Linked DNA regions of Zea mays: region 1 is linked to region 2. The links are chromatin contacts, called in public Hi-C maps. All regions are on one chromosome and are shown on one strand. Each heading gives the region's core, a stretch centred on a gene start, on an enhancer-like site or on the middle of the called end of the contact. The rest is flanking DNA. Distances are from core to core; before and after follow the strand shown.

Region 1 (3,134 bases), core at 422-2,921, 200 kb after region 2:
ACTCGATCGGTATAAAATATCTCTTGCTCAAACTCATGTTCTTAATTACTATATTCTCTTAATTATCTTCTTTTTGGTGCTTAATGCAAAGGGGGAGGGGATTATTAGGACCAAAGCAAAAGGACCACACCGCCACCTTATTTTGATTTTTTATCATTTCAAACTTGATATCTTTTTATTTTAAGAAAAACCATCTTGACAGCTAAAAGGAGAATTTTTTTTCCAAAATGAGGGTGGAATTTTCAAGGGGAGAACCCTTTTTGGCCAAAGCAAAAGTATTTAAAAAATGGGGATAAATTTTCAAACTTAATAAATTCTTGAGAAAAATGAAATTTTTATCTTTTTCGGCCAAATACATACAAGAAACTCTTTGAAAAGATTTAAAAAATTTGCAAAATCAAAACTCAAGTGGTGCAAACGTGATCTAAAACATCAAATATTCAAAACAATTCATATTGTACTTAGACTTGATCTTACCTTAGTTTCTTATGAACTCTTGAAAATGTTGCAAACTAGTTATAGGGCCTGTTTGATTCAGCTTTTTTCTGACTAGCTTTTCTGAAAATCTGGCTGCGAGGAGAATCTGGCTGTGGGGAGAATCTGAGTATTATTAAGATTACGTGTAGAGGAAGATAAATTTCTTCATAGGGCTCAGGATCTAGAAAGTGACGGATTCCTACTATTACAACGACTCAACCGATTATGTGTTTATGTTGATTTTGGATGGTTTTTGTCCCAACAAATTTTATAGAAGCTGACTGAAAAGCTGAGTGTTTGGTAGTCCGCAGCAGCTTTTGGTGGCCAGAAGTTGCCAGAAGCCGAAACAAACAGGCCCATAGTTGTTTTGGTGCTTGATAACCATCACAAAGATTTGAACTAACTAGCTAACTAGTTTGTGGGATGACATATCCAAAAGAATATAGTCAATATAAATGAAAACCGTAGTAAACACACAAGCATTTGCTAGTTTTAACTTTAGTCGCAAATACTCACCAGTACATACACGTCTGTCTATCCGCCCCCAACAAAACACGCACGGGACTGGGCACGTTCTTTTTCCGAAACATGGTAACTGACCGTGTGTACAAAAGGCCTTCCCATTTGTTTACAGAAAATGACTCGATTTCCTTACCAACTCCGCGTGCACCAAAGCGTGTTCCTGGAAACATCGCGCTGCCTCTCTGCACCATGGTCCATGAATCCTGGACCCACTCCTTGCTTCTCTTCACTTTCACATGCCAACATGCGCCGCGGCCCACGGCCCGGCCGTCCTGAACCTCTCCTCGGCACATGCGCGGGCCCCACTTTACAAGCGACAGTAGCCCCATCCGCAGCCGTGCACGCTAGAATCGGACGGCTTGCCGCGCATCTCGCCCGTCCGCGGCGCCGCTGCCCGAACCGAACCCTACCGTTTCAACCAGGCGCCGCCTCTCCGCGTCCGCTGAGTCACTGCCTCCTGGGCCCGGACCCACACGCCCCTCGTCAATCAACATCAACTCACGCTCCTCATCATCCCTCCACTGGAAACTGGACCCCCTCGTCGTCTCGTCTCTTTTCCTGCCGGCGTCGATTCCCACTCCGTTTTGTTAAAAACCGATCGTTTTCTCCATTTCTTTGTAGGGACTAGTAATAGATAGACAGCAGAGGGAGAGACGACAGGCGTAGCTAGCACCAGCACTCAAGCTACTACGCACGCACGCCGCCGCTCCCCCAGTTCAAACCCACCACCCCTTCCCCCTTCATCTTCCTTTCCCAGCTGTGCACGCGCTTTCCGATCGCTTCATCTACCTCGCCACCGCGCTTCCGCCCAGCCCCAGTCACCAGTCCACCGCGCCCGCGCCCCCGATCCAGCGATATGGCTGGCTCCGTAGCTCCCCACGCTGTGGTCCTCGGTCTTCTCCTGCTCGCGGGGCTCGCGGCGGCGCAGAGGGCGACGACGCCGGCTGCGGCGGCCCCCGCGCCCGACCCCGGCTGCAACGGCATCCAGCTGACCTACAACTTCGTGGACCGCACCAAGATCCGGCCCTTCGTCAGCGACAAGAACAAGCAGCCCTACGCCTTCCGCGCCAACGTCACCGTGCTCAACTCCGGCACCCGCCCGCTCAAGTCCTGGGCGGCACTCGTCACATTCGGCTACGGCGAGATCCTCGTCGGCGTCGACGGCGCCGTGCTCACGGGCGGCGGCGACCTGCCGTACAACACCACGGAGGACGCCGGCAACGCCACCTCGTTCTCCGGGTACCCGCATACAGACCTCCTCACGCCCATCGCCACCGCCGGGGACCTGTCGCAGATCCAGGCCTCCGTCGGCATCGTCGGCACGCTCTTCGCCGGGCCCGGCCCGTTCGTGCCGCTCCCCACCGCGCTGTCGCTGGACGACCCGGCCTACGCGTGCCCGGCGGCGACCAACGTCACTGCTCGGGTGCTGTCCACGTGCTGCGTCCTCACGCCGGAGGCCGAGGCCAACGCCACTGCCATCGACGCCAACACCACCGACCCGACCAAGGATTTCCTGCCGCGCGGCACCGGCGACCTCGTCATCACCTACGATGTGCTCCAGGCCTACCCCTCCAGCTACCTTGCGCTCGTCACGCTCGAGAACAACGCCAAGCTCGGCCGCCTCGACAACTGGCGGCTGTCGTGGGAGTGGCGGCGTGGGGAGTTCATCTACTCAATGAAAGGAGCTCACCCATCAGAGGTGGACACCTCGGGCTGTATCTGTGGGGCGCCTGGGCAGTACTACCAGAGCCTTGATTTTTCGCAGGTGCTCAATTGTGACCGCAAGCCGGTGATCCTTGACCTGCCCCTGTCCCGGTACAACGACACTCAGATTGGGAAGATTGACAATTGCTGCAGGAATGGGACAATCTTGCCCAAGTCCATGGACGAGGCACAGTCGAAATCTGCGTTCCAGATGCAAGTTTTCAAGATGCCACCAGACCTGAACCGGACTAAGCTGTTCCCCCCTGCTAATTTCAAGATCGTGGGTGCATCATCGCTGAACCCGGACTATGCCTGTGGCCAGCCGGTGCCTGTCAGCCCAACCGCGTTCCCAGACCCGAGCGGGCTTGACTCGACGACGCTTGCTGTGGCAACATGGCAGGTGGTGTGCAACATTACCACGACAAAGGGGG
Region 2 (3,150 bases), core at 529-3,028:
CTGGATGAAGCTCTCGACGGTGTACTTCTGCAGCGCGTGCTGGTAGGTGATGTTCTTGATACCCCTCCACTTGACGCGTCTGGTCATGTTGGCGCCGGGCCCGTGGTTTTCCACCTCGGCGTAGTAGCAGGTGCTGAGGCCGAAGTCGCCGAGCCACGGCAGCCAGCCCTGCGGGTCGATGAACCCGCCGATCTCCGACTGGATGTAGAGCGTGCGCGAGTGCTCCTTCCACGGGCGGCCCAGGAAGGTCCTGAACCGGCCGACGCTCTTCTCGAACTCCGGGTGCGGCGCGACGGTGCAGTTGTGGATGACGGTGCCGCCCACCGACCGCCTCTCCTTGCGGCCCTGCGCCGTGACGATGTTCTGCTGGTTGTCCATGCACTTGCGCACCTGGATGAGGCAGTTCTGGAACACCACCTGCGCGTTGCCGAAGATGAAGTCGATGGTGCCCGTGATGACGCAGTCGCGGTAGTACTGGCGGCTCGTGTGCGTGTACAGCGTGTCCTGGTACCCGTCGAACCGGCACTCGTAGAACGCCGACATGTCGCTCTGCACCCGCAGCGCCACCGCCTGGTGGTTCTTGGCTCCCGCCGTGTTCTTCACGCCGATCCCGCGCATCAGGAACCCGTTCCCGATCGCCTCCATCGTGGCCGTGTCCTTGGTGGTGATGTTCATCATGAAGCTCTTGTGGCCCGTGATCACCGTCTTGGTGGCGCCGTCGCCGACCATCACCAGGTTCGTCACGTTCCGGGCCACGGACACGTACTCCCTGTACTTGCCGGCCTTCACGTACATGACGTACGTGGTGGCGCTCTTCAGCGGCACCTTGGCCAGCGCCGCGTTGATGGTCCTGAAGTCGCCGCTGCCGTCCTTGGCCACCGTCACGTCGGGCCTGAAGCCCTTCTCGCCGGGGGAGACCAGCAGCAGCCGGCGCTTGGCGTCGGGCATCCACGAGGGCGCGCCGCGGGCGTGCTCCGCGAGGAGCCGGCGGTGGAAGCTCGGCAGGCCAAGATTGGCGAGCGTCTCGGAGAACTCGTCCACGAGCGCCAGGATGTTCTCCGTCAGCTCCTGCGAGCTGTTGAGCGCCTTGCGCATCTTGCCCGCGGCGGGCGTCGTGGTGTTCTCGAACCCGTCCAGGCACGTCTCCTGGTACGTGAGCGCGGAGCTCAGCCACGTCCGGAGGTCGTCCACGGCGCTCTTGAAGTTGGTCATCTCGAAGCCGCCGAGCCTGTCGAACGTCGTCCGGAGGTCGTCGATGGCGTAGTCCAGCAGCTCTCCGCAGTTGTGGAGCGCGCCCGACGTGCGCCGGTCGTGCTTGAGCTCGTTGAGCAGGGCGGACTCGCGCACGGCCTTCGCGATCCGGTCGGACGTCACCTTGAAGATGGCCTTGGCCAGCTCCGTGGGGCTGGTGGCGTTCCCGGCCGCCGCCTCCAGCGCCTTCTCGCACGTCTCCCTGTAGTCCACGGGCTGGCAGAAGGACTTGATGGACTTCACCGACGTGGACATCTCGCCCTCCTCGGCCCTCCCGCCATCGCCGCTGCCTTTGAAGGAAACGACGCAGATGGTGGCCACCACCGCCACGACCAGGACGGTCGATGCGCCGATGACGGCGCCTTTCATCGCAGGGTACGCACGGCCTAGATGTCCAATTTGCGCAAGCTCACACACGCATACGGCATACAACACACAAACACAGTATATGTAGTCTGAGTGCAATGTGGTAGGTATTTAGTGCCCCCAATCACACCAATAGAAAAGTCGACACTCTATGTTTTGGTGTGAATTGGAGTACCGAGCAAGAGCATCGAGACGAATTTTTATACTGCGCTATAGGCAGCGTCAAAACTGGGACATGGCGAAGAGGGACGGTTGTGCATTGGCGTTGGAGCCGAAGTAAAGGGAGAGCCAAGCAACGACGACGGACGGCGGTCACTGGTGTAGCGTTTGTTCGGAAAAAAATTGTTTGCGATTTTTTTTTTCTAGAAAAAGTTTTGCCAGGCTCGCGCGTTTCGGCCTTTCAGCGGAAATGATCTAATAAGAAGGCAACACTGCTGTACAGAGATAATCTCGGTGTCTGTTACCTAATATGTAACCTAACATGCTAATTATAAGAATGCAACACACTTATATCATAATAGATAAACTGAATTATAAGATTAAATCAGATGATGAGTACCGATCGAACATACTGATTGACAACGTGGAAGCTAGCAGGGTCAACGTGGTCGATGGCGAGAAAAACATGAGTAGTCGCGTGAATACGCTTCTCAAAAAACTTATTTTTCTTCTCCTGGTACAGAATCTCGAAGGCAACAGGTTCCGGAGACATGCTCTCCCGATCACAGGTGCACATCGGTGCTCGGGATAAAGAAGAGTACATCGACGACGCAGATAACAAAGGAAAACCTAACTAGTGCTCAGGGTATTTCTAGCTAGGGTTGTCAACAGTCACCTCGGTGGTGGTGGCGGCCGCAGCTACAGGGGAGAGGAGGGGGGCGCAGGGTAAGGAGACGGCCGCTACTTAGGGAGGAGAGGCCGCGGCTGGGGCGTCCACGACAGGAAAGAAAGTGGGGGCGTGCGGCGGATGCGGTTGTGCAGCGGCGGCTACGGATTAGGGAGGGAAGGAGAAAGGAAAACCTACTTATACCATGTAGGAAACAATAATACTATCAGGATTAAATGTTGTATTAATAGCATGAGTTAGCTGTGTCTGTCCAATTATACAAAGGTAAGAGGGTAATTACATAGGATAAACCTCAAACCCTAAGCGGGTCCGTACTGTTCTAGCCGAAACTGATATTTTTCTCTGAAGCATGGATACTTCAGGAAGGAGGCATTGCTGTACAACGCTACGCCTCAATCAAAAGATGAAAAAAATGAACAAAGCATGAGATCGCGTTCTCGGCACTTGTGCCCATGTTGCAGCACTGACAGAATAAGCAATTAAAGCAAAAAAAAAAACGAAATGAGGCAGCTAGTCCAGACGAATGGCGGAACCCTGCCTGTTCCTTCGCTTTCACAGAAGCGAGCAGGGAGAGAGAGGGGGGACCAAGAACGCATTCCGCTCTGGTTGGGAGTTGAGACGTTTCCGTGGTCCACGGAGTCCCGGGACACAACTAGAGAGCTACTCGACCGGCGACGCATGCATTT

Evidence for each region. A called contact is a pair of places that touch in the nucleus more often than the background predicts.
Region 1: a contact with region 2 is called in a Hi-C map of endosperm, with 2.6 times the contacts expected there. The contact joins the promoter of LOC100279563 here to the promoter of LOC107648854 in region 2. A contact is called at or near these places in 5 of 25 Hi-C or Micro-C datasets (bundle sheath, ear, endosperm and 2 more).

Annotation. Positions count from the first base shown.
Region 1 is chr1:47,330,500-47,333,633 of Zm-B73-REFERENCE-NAM-5.0, forward strand. It overlaps LOC100279563, which reads left to right and starts at 1,672. Exons shown (of 1, transcript NM_001367914.1): 1 at 1,672-3,134. The coding sequence starts at 1,856.
Region 2 is chr1:47,134,450-47,137,599 of Zm-B73-REFERENCE-NAM-5.0, forward strand. LOC107648854 (putative pectinesterase/pectinesterase inhibitor 58) reads right to left here and starts at 1,779. Exons shown (of 1, transcript NM_001323628.1): 1 at 1-1,779. The coding sequence starts at 1,620.